Linked DNA regions of Capsicum annuum: region 2 is linked to region 1. Evidence: chromatin contacts called from public Hi-C data. All regions are on one chromosome and are shown on one strand. The core of a region is the stretch at or near the end of the contact, and the rest is flanking DNA. Distances in the headings are between cores, read along the strand shown. Region 1 holds the start of LOC107870599 (exosome complex component RRP45A). Region 2 overlaps LOC107870598 (dolichyl-diphosphooligosaccharide--protein glycosyltransferase subunit 2).

Region 1 (5,409 bases), core at 341-2,840:
CGGTCATCAAAAAAAAAAAGAAACAATAACAGATGTATGCAAACAACGTGTAAAATTTCTCATTATACCTGAATATGGCAACCTGTAGTGACATAAAAGTTAATTAATCTAGAAGAGTGACAATGGGAAATACAACAAACAAAATTTAAGGACAAGGAAAAGAATTTTACTCCATGTGCTCAATTATTCAGAACAAGTACTCCCTCTGTTTCAAAAAGAATGACCTAGTTTGACTTGGCATTGGGTTTAAGAAAATAAAGAAGACTTTTAAATCTTGTGGTGTTAAATTAAAGATATGTCAAATGTACCAAAATGCCCTTCAATCTTGTGGTCTTAAACATGCCATGTGGAAAATTAAAATTAAAAAATTGCTAAAAAGGGAAAGAGGTCATTCTTTTTAAAACAGGCTAAAAGGGAAAGTAGGTCATTCTTCTTGAAACGGAGGGAGTATAAGTTATGACGAGAAGAAGTTGCCAGGTTCAAAAAACAGTCCAATACAGGAGACCTACAACTATAATAGACATCCTACAATGGATTCGCTTTCACTGATGGTTTGTTTGGTATTGCGAAAAAGATGTTTTCTTATTTACCGATGTCTGGTTGGAAAATTTTGGAAAACATTTTCCCGAGGAAAACAGGTTCTTTAAAATGAGAAAAATGGCTTCCTTAATGGAACTAGGGAAAACAAGCTCCACAAGTAACATTCTATGCTTGATGTTTCCTCCCACCCACCGAACGTCACCAACCTCTACCCGTTGACCAATCCACCCCACCCATCCGAAAACCCCAAACCCCACCCCCTCCAACCTCTATAGCTTTTTTGCTAGATTACAAAAAAATGCTCTTGAGAAAACATATTTTTTGCTTACCAACAAAAAAAAGAAAAGAAAAAAATCAGCCTATTTTTCCATGAAAAATATTTTTCTTCGTACCAAACACACCCTAAAATCAAACTTGTATTCAAATGTGTTAATCGAAACAACCAAACAAATTGAAGACTAAATTCACTGTATATTTTCTATTTCTGTACTGTCCGGAATCTATCTCAAATTCAACTAGGCATTAATAGCAATGGTGTAAAAGCATCTAATTTCTTACTGATCCAGTTCAATATATAGAAATCAAAAATGAAGAAGAAGAACAACGTACCCAGTATATTCCCATAAAGTGGGGTCTGGGAGTGTAAGTGCGGGGTCTAGGGAGGATAAGTGTACACATCTCGTGAAATTAGTTGATGGTGTACACAAGCTGGCCTAGACGCCACAGCTATGAAGAAGAAAAAAGAGATTGAGTTAGAGTTGTTACCTAGCAAACTTGATAGTGAGAGTTCGATAGTCAAAGGGACGGCGACCGTCAACTCTGAGCTCAGATTCTAAAGCAGATTCAATAAATTTCTTCTCATTCACTGTCATTCGCCATGTATTTCCCAACCTTTGCTCCATATCCACAAATGAAAACAGAGGAATGAGTTTAGGTTTAGGGTTTTACTGCAGGGCTGGGGTTCATCGTTTGGGTGGGGGAGTGGGGGCGTTGGTGTTTACCTACAATATTTTATTACTCTCCCGACCAATTTACTTTTAACTCTTTCCGTTCTTCGCTTTTACTTTGTTATAATTTGCATATCTATTAATACTAGATATCCAAGGCCCGTATTTTTTTATCTCAATTTATGTGGTATAAAAAAAAAAATTTAAATAATTAATTATATTTTAATATATTTTTAGATATTTTAAGTTGTTATTGTAATTTATAATACTTTTTGACATTGTAATTTACTTTTTAAAGTTTTATAAATATTGAGATGTATGTTAAATTAGAGAACAAATCGGTTTACCTATTAGGAGAATATGAGTGATGCTGATCTAACTTGATTTGATTGCATGTCTGGATGGTAGATGCTTCATTTTTTAACCCTCAATTTCTTCACTGTTTTTGTCACCATAATAGAATTCAACATGTGTGTATATATATCTTCTTTGTTTTTATTCAAAATCATTCTTTAGGATCAAAATTTTTGCTCACACAAGAATTAGTTGGATCAAAATCAAAGTTTTCTGATCATTATTATATATCTTTTTTTACAGTTTACAGGTTGTAGCTGAATGTCGGTTGGCTTTGAAGAATTTTTTATGTAAAGGTTAGGTTTAGTTGTATTATTTTGATATCTTTATTATCTTATTATTTTATTTTAATTTATAAATGCTAGATGAATGTGGGCCTGCTTTGAATTTTTTTAGATAAAAGTTAGGTTTAATTGTACTATCGTAATATCTCTATTAGTTTGTTATTCTGAGATAGTTTATAGTTCTAGATGAATCTCGATCGGTTTTGAGAATTTTTTGTGTGTAAAATTTAAGTTTAATTGTATTGTTTTGATATCATTTTTATCGTATTATTATTTGCAGTGTACAGGTGATGGATAAATGTTGGTCGGCTTTGAGGAATTCTTTTATGTAAAGGTTAGGTTTAGTTGTATTGTTTTGATATTTCTATTATTGTATTATTTTGTTATTGTTTATAGGTGGTAAATGAGTGTCAGACGGTTTTGAGAAAATTTTTGTGTGTAAAGATTAGATTTAATTGTATTATTTTGATGTCTCTATCATTGTATTGTTTTATTGCAATTTACAGATGATAAATGAATGTCGATCAACTTTTAAAAATATTTTTGGTAAAAATTAGGTTTAATAAATAAATTCTCCATCTTTACATACTCAAAAGATATATATTAAATTTAATTATTATATTCGTCTTTATTATTTAAACAAATATCCTATTTAATGTAATGTTTGAACTCATTAAAGTGAGATGCATGTGAAAGGCGCGTACACCTAAACTAGATATTAAAAGTGTGGAGATCATTAGGAAAGTGACTTAAACATTTTCTCCTTCATTAAAAGACTCTCCTTTAAACAAAATCGTATACTCACCTTTTTCCTTCAATTAAATTTCTTACAGTAATTAAATATTCAAAGTGAAAAAAATAAGTTGACACTTTTTTGGAGTTTTCCAAAATTTGAGTCCTATTTGATTTATGACTCCTAAAATATAATATTAACACTTCTAAATCATCAATTCTATTTAAGTAAATTTTTTCGTATTCCATTGATGCCAACCAAAAGTTCCTTGTTCTATTTCATTCTCCTTTTAGCTTAAGTTTATGTATAATTCAGTATTTTTTTGGTTTGTTTCTTGATCATATGTATAATTCAATATGATAAACTACATCTCCAATTCAATTGTCGTGACACTTTTGTTATATTTTTGTTGGATTTAAGAATTTTGATGGTAGAAATATTCTTAAATAACCTATTTAATTTTGAAATACATCTATAAAAGGTACGTAACTTTTAGCTAAACTTTACATATAATTACGATTGTGGGTGTTGCTTGGGTGACGTAAAGGTCGGAAGCAAAGGAATGGGGAGCAGGTGCAAAAGGAAAAGAGCTTAAAAAAATATATATGTTATTATTGCGTGTTTTCTACGTGAAACAACTACTTATAAGACTGGAACATTGGTACAATTAATGCTTACTATAAGTCTTTTTGTTACTGTTAATTTGTTACATACAGTTGTGTTTTGTTATTGTAACACTCCGAGACTATCCCTGGACGTCACACGGTGTTTAGAACCATAAGTTGTCCTAAGCTAACCCATGATATCGACATAACTTATAAGCAACTGAAATAAATACAGAAACTAAAAATAATAAGCGGAAGAGATATCATTAGCTGGACTTGTTTATTACAAAACTATTTTAAAACATTTACGTCACTGGATTATACAAAAGAAAGCTGAAACTAGATACTGACTGTAGGTAGTCGGGATATGGACCCAGTTATCCTTAATCAATACAATTGAATAAGACATATAGTACTAGAACTGTAGTTGACTCGAGTCCTTGAATCAATAGAACTTATCACCTGTTGGTTGGAAACTGCGAACTGTCTGATTATGATGTGGGCTACAACTGGTACCTACATTATGAAATAATATAGCCATATAGACATATATGTGGTCAGTACTTCTGGAATGTACTGAGTAAGTGGGGGTGAATGCAATATGTAAAAATTAAAGTTGAACATACTTACAAATCATGCATGCTAAGTGTAAAAGGACCACCTTGATCATGAATAAAATTGAAAGCTAAAATATCATAACCATGAATCATAAAACAACATTTGAATAAAGTTTGTGAGTCATTACACTAAGTTTCTAAAATCTTTACTTTTATGGGAGATTCTTATAACCGACATAAATCATGTGAGCTATCATGGAGTCCAACGTCTTACCCCACGTTGAGGAGAGTTGTTCTACCATTTCCATCGGAATAGAACCTTAACTTAAAGTGATCACTATACGTAGCTCATATTTAGAAAGGAGGGGACACTTCTGGCGAGACCCCTAAATATAAACCCATGGTGGCACGTAGTTTCTGAAGAATAGAATGCGCTAAACCCATATTTCCCTCTCGATGCTAAATACTACTCTCAAAACATATACTTATATGCCCATACTTATGAAATCCACCCCAAAATAGAATAAGGGCTTTATATACTGAAAACCAACTATGTTTCTCTTACTTAAATCATACTCATGAGGAAACTTGTGAATTTCATGTCTTATCTTAGATTATAAGATCAAAACTGAACTTTAATCATGTTGTAATCCTTGTAACTTGAGCTTATAAGCTTAAACTTCTTGTAAACTTAATAATTTTTTCTTAAACTTGAAATCATTCATTATCTCATTGAAACTTCTTATCAAAATATCAAACTCAATGCTCAGATTGAAATCTTTTATCAACTTATCAAACTTCATGTCAAAATAATAAAATTTATCTCATAATAGCAATCACGTAAGTAAAAACATATGTAAAGATAAATTCTTGTGCAAACTAAACTTTTAATCACATGATAATGCCATAATCTCGAAAACATGAAAATTGGGTATGAACCCTAACTGAAAGTCTTATAAATTTAATTGAAAAAATCAAAGTTTTGGGGCACAAGGATAAAAGTTTATACTTGCTTAAACCTCACATACCTGAATTTCTTGATTTCTTGAAGGAAAGTTTGAATTTGGATCCTTGAAAATTGAACTTTGGGAAGAAATCCTAATTTCTTTTCTCTTGAGAGTGTAAAGGAGAATAAGCATTGAAAACTGACTAATGATATGACAATATCATTTACAGGGTGATTTAAGTCGTGGAGGAGGAGTTTGATGTGAGTAAAAGACCAAATTACCCCTAAGGAAACATAAAAATAATTGTAGAATTTTTCAATTGACAACAAGGTTGAGTTTGGTGACGTCTCATCGCCCTAGTCTCCACTTTCAAGTTATATTTTGCCATTCGCTGGTTAAGGCTGACGACTTGAGTTGATAACCTATCACCTAGTTTATGTCT
Region 2 (5,470 bases), core at 864-3,363, 110 kb after region 1:
CTTTTGGTTTTCTTTCATCATGTGTTGATCATTTCATTGTCCCTTCAAGAAATAATACATCACAAAAGTTAATGCACTGTAAATGAGAATCATAAGTAAACAAAGTAAAACTAACATGTAAGGCTCTTGTATCTTAGAATCAATATACAATGTCAACCAGCAGAGTTGGCATAGTGGTTTAACGCTATGTCCCTTAAGCAAGAGGTCGGGGATTCGATCCCCGCCTCTGACGAATGGAGCAAACTCTGTGGCCAGTTTCCTACCGCAAAAATGCGCTGACCGAGGAACGGAGGATTAGTCTCACAACTGCCGGCTGTGGAGATACTTGAAAAACCAAATAAAATAAAAAATATACAATGTCAAAATCTAATTGATTGAATAAAAATATTTAAAAATAAAATCGTACAATATATCTATGTTTGTAAATAAACACGGAACAACAACTGACGCAAGAAAAACTTATATATAGGCCAAAAAATGAATACCAATAGGCAGAGGAATAAATTGACTATAATTATTGATGGCTAATGTAAAAACTTGAGGAAGAAAAAATCATACAGCCATAAAGAAAAGAACAGAGAAAGTTTTAGAAAAAGAAATTAATAGCATTGATGATGAAATGAATTAAATATTATTATCTTTAATATTATGTAAATTCTAAGATGTAATTTTAAATTTTTTAAAATTAGGAAAAGGATCAAATCAATCAAAAAAATAAATGAAATTTCTGGCCTTAAAAAGCGCTACGTCAGCATGTTTGTGTTTCTGCATTATTCATATACATAGATTTGTTATAAAACTGCTCTTTTGTTGCAATAATATGCTCTTTTATATTATACCAAAAGTGTAATATTTAAAGGTTAATATTCCTGCCTTAGCCGTTATGGAAGAAAATATACATATAGCATCAACGGGTAACTAATAACTTGTTGTAATAGTATGTCTTTTAAGTTCTACATTATCATAAATAAATTTGTTTATAATTATGATGAAATAAATTGTGGTTATCATGCTAAATTAATTCATTTTTTAATTTTGCACAATAAATTATCATTATATCACTAAATTAATGGCAACAACTTTTGAACTATTGAAAGTTGATGGGACTTTTGAATTCTTCATTAGTTTAACTACAATAATTATTAATAACTATTAATGATACTCAATAAATAGGATAGAATATTTTTAATTATTTAATTTAAAAATAAGGAGAAAATAGAAAAAAAATGTCAAAAAAGAAGAAAAAAGATAAATAGAAATGAAGCTCAAAGAGAGGTGCCACATCGCCTTGTCTATAACCCTCTTTTATATTATATATCCATATAATTTTTTTTGTAATTTATGTGATGTCGATCAATTTTAAAAGTTAATCAAACTTTTTGTATAATTTTTAAATATTTTTAGTCAATTATTGTGATGTGTAATGTTTTTATATAATTTTTTATATGATTTGTAATTTTTAAATAATATATGTTGTTCTCGTCGTTTAAATTTATGTGACATTGATGAAGTTTGGAGAATAAATTAATTTTTTTATATAATTTTTAGAATTTTATATGATTTTTAAATATTTTAAGTTGTTAGTTGTTGTAATTTCTAATACTTTTATATAGTTTTCAGATAGGTATATGTTACTCTCTCTGCCTCAATTTATGTGATACTGATGAATTTGGAGAGTCAACCAAAGTTTTTATATTATTTTTTTGTTACATATTTTGAGTTATTAATTATTGTGATTTATAATACTTTCTGCATAATTTTTAAATAATATTTATTACTCCCTTTGTCCTAATATAGTATTTAGAGAATCAATCAAATTTTTTTATAAGTCGTTAAATATTTTAAGTTGTTGATTATTATGATTTGTAATACTTTTTGCCATTTTAAATTAATATATGATACTTTCATTGTCCCAATTTATATGTTACTAATAAAATTTAGAGAGCGGATCAATATTTAAGCCATTAGTTATTGTAATATATAGTAATTTAAATAATTTTTTTTAGAAAAACAAACAAATCAAAACATAAAAAATAAGAAAATTATATTGAAGAGGCTTTGTGAACTATACGAAGGGACCCACAAAGTAACAATTCTTTTAAGCCACAAACAACCAACTTAAAAGCTAATAGAAATACCAAACTACCCCTGGAATGCTAAGCAGACAAGTGTGCACGCAACTAATCAATATTTTACCATTATTTTAGAATTATTTAAGGTTTGCAGAATAATTCTATTTCTCAGTTACATTTCAGAAGATGAGTAAATATTACTCCCCCATTAATCTTTACTTATTTATGTTTCACTTAACAAATCCCTTAAAAAACAATACAGTAATTTTACTAATGATACCCCTATTAAGTTATAAATTATCTAAATATTGGTAAACGAATAGTAATTAACTTCAAGGGTAAAAAAGATAGAAGTGATAAATTATCTCTTGATTTTTCAGTCTAAACAAGTGAATGCTGAATGAATTGAGTAACAAGAAATCTTATAAATTGTCAGCTTATAAAGCACAAACTAGTTCATCCCCGTCCCCTTCCCTTCTAATGCTCTTAGCTTCCTTATAAACCAGTACTCAGAGTTGTTCCATATTAATCCCTCCAATAAGACGAGCTCAAGAATTTCACAATATTTTACCCACAACTAAGAATAATGGGAGCATATCATGCTGTCAAATGAGAATCGCCTAAAGGCAAAGTAGTCTTCACCACACTTAAGAGAACAATAGACACCTCATGTGACTTCTTGCAAAGGAAACAACAAAATTGAATTTCTCACCATCAACTTGTGGACTAAATACTCCAATATTTGTGTCATAAATATATTTTTTGTTCTACAAAAAAGACAAGAATATATCTGACACTCTTTCTCTTGAACTCTGCTTCCTCACATTTATCGGCTGACGAAATCAATCTATCTAAATCAGGCGGATTTCAACTTGGCGGATGTGGACGCCAGATGTGAAAGGGTTCTGTGTCCAACGAAGAGTAAGAAGATCCCTAAGAATCCAAGAGCTTTCAATGTTATGAACAGATTCAACTGCACACAGAAAACAAATAAATAGGTAGTCAGCGAGCAAAAAGTATTGTCTAACAGATAAATCTGCATGCAGAATTTGAGCATTTTACGGATTTATAAGAGCAGCTGAACACCCTGCAATTTGTTCCCTGGCAGGCCATTAGGATTTCATTGTCAACTGAAAAAAATTAAGCTGAAGTATAGGCAATGGAGTTTTCTATCTATGCCGGTGCTTAGAAAGACTGATCTACCTGTTAATGTTTTATCAAGAAGCACTAGATATAGAAGGCTGTCAGAGATCATAACTAAGCAGAATCAGGACCAACTAGTGAAGAGAATCTGTGAAAATCAAACAAAACAGATTACTTCATTTTAAGAAGGGCCTAGTGTTATAGCTAAGGTGAAGTGTCTGACGCTTCTGCTATAGCTACAATTTTCAACAATTAACGTGGCAGTCATGAGAAGGAATTGTTGTCACCCAATGTCACTGTCAGTAGGAGCAAAAGAACTATGTAGTTATCCTTTGATAAAACGCGCTGAATATAATATGTTGAGTTTAAGGGAAATCCTCAGATTCAGTTAATCATATTAACAAGTAAAAAGGGACATTTTCTAAGATCTTGCAGAATTCCTATAATAAATTGTGAGGATTTATAACTTAAAAGGGTATCCTCTGCAGAACTTAATGACCAATATTCCTCAGCTACCAGTAATTTGGTTCAAGCAATGGGAGAGAAAAGAAAGGGACACGATCATATTTCTTTCCTTCTACAACGCCCTCCCCCCCCCCCACCCCAAAAAAAACCCAAAACCCAAACCGATGTTTTATAGAAACTATACCTAACAGAGATTTTTAATCTCATAAATCGTTCTCTCTGCAACAAAAAGTGCAGGCGCTTTGAGGAAAAGAGCATAATAATGGCATACAGTTAGCAAAAAGAAACTAAAGGACAAACCTTCAACCAGAACAGGAAATAAAGTGATAGAACAGCTGCAATGGCAAGGTGGAAAAGAATGGCAAATGTTGCAGGTGCTGATGTTGGGAAGTTCTTCAGGTTCACACCCAATCTCAAAAGCTTCAAAAAGACATGAAAACATATGATAAATTAACCACAACAGAGACATTTTCGGCAAGGAAGAGGATGTTAAGCTCCACATCCAAGCCAAGGCAAATACACAAACTGTAATAGAATCAATCATACAGCTATTATATATTCTTTTTTTTCTTCTTTAACAGTCGTGTCAAGGGAAGATTGTGTGCACCAAAACTAATCCACCGGGTATACATTAACCCATCAGTACAAGTACCACGTAACTCCACCTGCCAAGTCTTAGACAGATGGCAGGAAATCACCTTTCTTTGGCTCTATTGGAATATGATCCCACAGGTATTATCTCTTCTCTTATGTACTTTTTCCTTTTTTTAAGTGCAGGAAGGCACTTCCATTCATTACATTTAACTTATTTAAAAAAGAAAAGCAAGCATGATTTAGAGAAAGACCTACCCCAACCAAAAATCCAACGAATGGCAAAAGAACAAGGGCCAGAAATGCATAAGAAAGGTTTCTAGGAGGTCTTTTCTCTGGAGCCCTGAATATGTGAGCTATTTCTTCCTTGGGCCCAAATCTTGAGGAAGGATCAACAACCAGAGGAGGTGGGAGTGCAGCCTTCTCTGGAGGCTCTGGCAAATCTAATTCAACAGAACCCAAGGGCTGCAAGAACGAGTTCTCCTGGAGGAAACAAAATGGTCAGCGCAAGATACGACAAAATGTTTGAGATCCAATATCTAATATCTATACTGCACATATTTATTTAAAAAAAACTTGACCAAAAATATGGCGCTATATGCAGCTATGATGAAGTTAGAATCCATACATACCATTACAGCATCTCCAACAGTAAGTTCGATATCATATCTACCCGATAGATAGAAAAACTTTTCAACAAGTCCAAGGAAATCCTACAAGACAGGATGCCAGTTAAGTACTCAATGGTTAGATCCTTTAAAAAATCGTCAGTATTGAAGTTAGAGGCAACTGCAGATGTTTCTTCTTGAAATTGGAGTTTGTGCTGAACTCGCAAAACACATACACATTATGTTAAGTGGGAGCAACAGAGTACAGAAATTTTTTTAAGAACTTAACTAGTATTATTTCGAATTGTTTTCCAGAGTTGTGCACCACAAAGATATGCTCCAACTTGCTCTCATGTGTCAACTTGAGGAAAGCCTGCAGAACATTTCATAAGTCCACAAACTGGATAATAAGGAGTGCAAGTTATTGAACACATAAATCAGGATCCCAACCTGGTGTGGCTTCAAAGCATGCCCAAGAGGAGAAGTTAATTGAAATGACAACCGTAGCTTTTGAAGATGATTTGCTGATAAACAGACGGAGTTCTCCCCAGCCAAATCAAGCCTGTATGGAACATCCCAGGAAAAAGATAA

What was found. A called contact is a pair of places that touch in the nucleus more often than the background predicts.
Region 2: a contact with region 1 is called in a Hi-C map of leaf, with 2.1 times the contacts expected there. The contact joins the enhancer-like site here to the promoter of LOC107870599 in region 1. A contact is called at or near these places in 2 of 5 Hi-C or Micro-C datasets (leaf and placenta).

Annotation. Positions count from the first base shown.
Region 1 is chr5:168,663,146-168,668,554 of UCD10Xv1.1, forward strand. LOC107870599 (exosome complex component RRP45A) reads right to left here and starts at 1,591. Exons shown (of 10, transcript XR_007056035.1): 1 at 1,306-1,591.
Region 2 is chr5:168,774,913-168,780,382 of UCD10Xv1.1, forward strand. It overlaps LOC107870598 (dolichyl-diphosphooligosaccharide--protein glycosyltransferase subunit 2), which reads right to left. Exons shown (of 20, transcript XM_016717174.2): 15 at 5,330-5,441; 16 at 5,169-5,252; 17 at 4,904-4,984; 18 at 4,530-4,754; 19 at 3,981-4,100; 20 at 2,745-3,045. The coding sequence ends at 2,929. Among protein-coding and RNA genes, the nearest start is that of LOC107870598, 15 kb to the right of the region's middle. Within about 2 kb of position 2,114, at least 2 of the 5 cell types and tissues checked have an H3K27ac peak or open chromatin away from gene starts, as enhancers often do. A contact at or near this core is called in leaf, where this site is marked.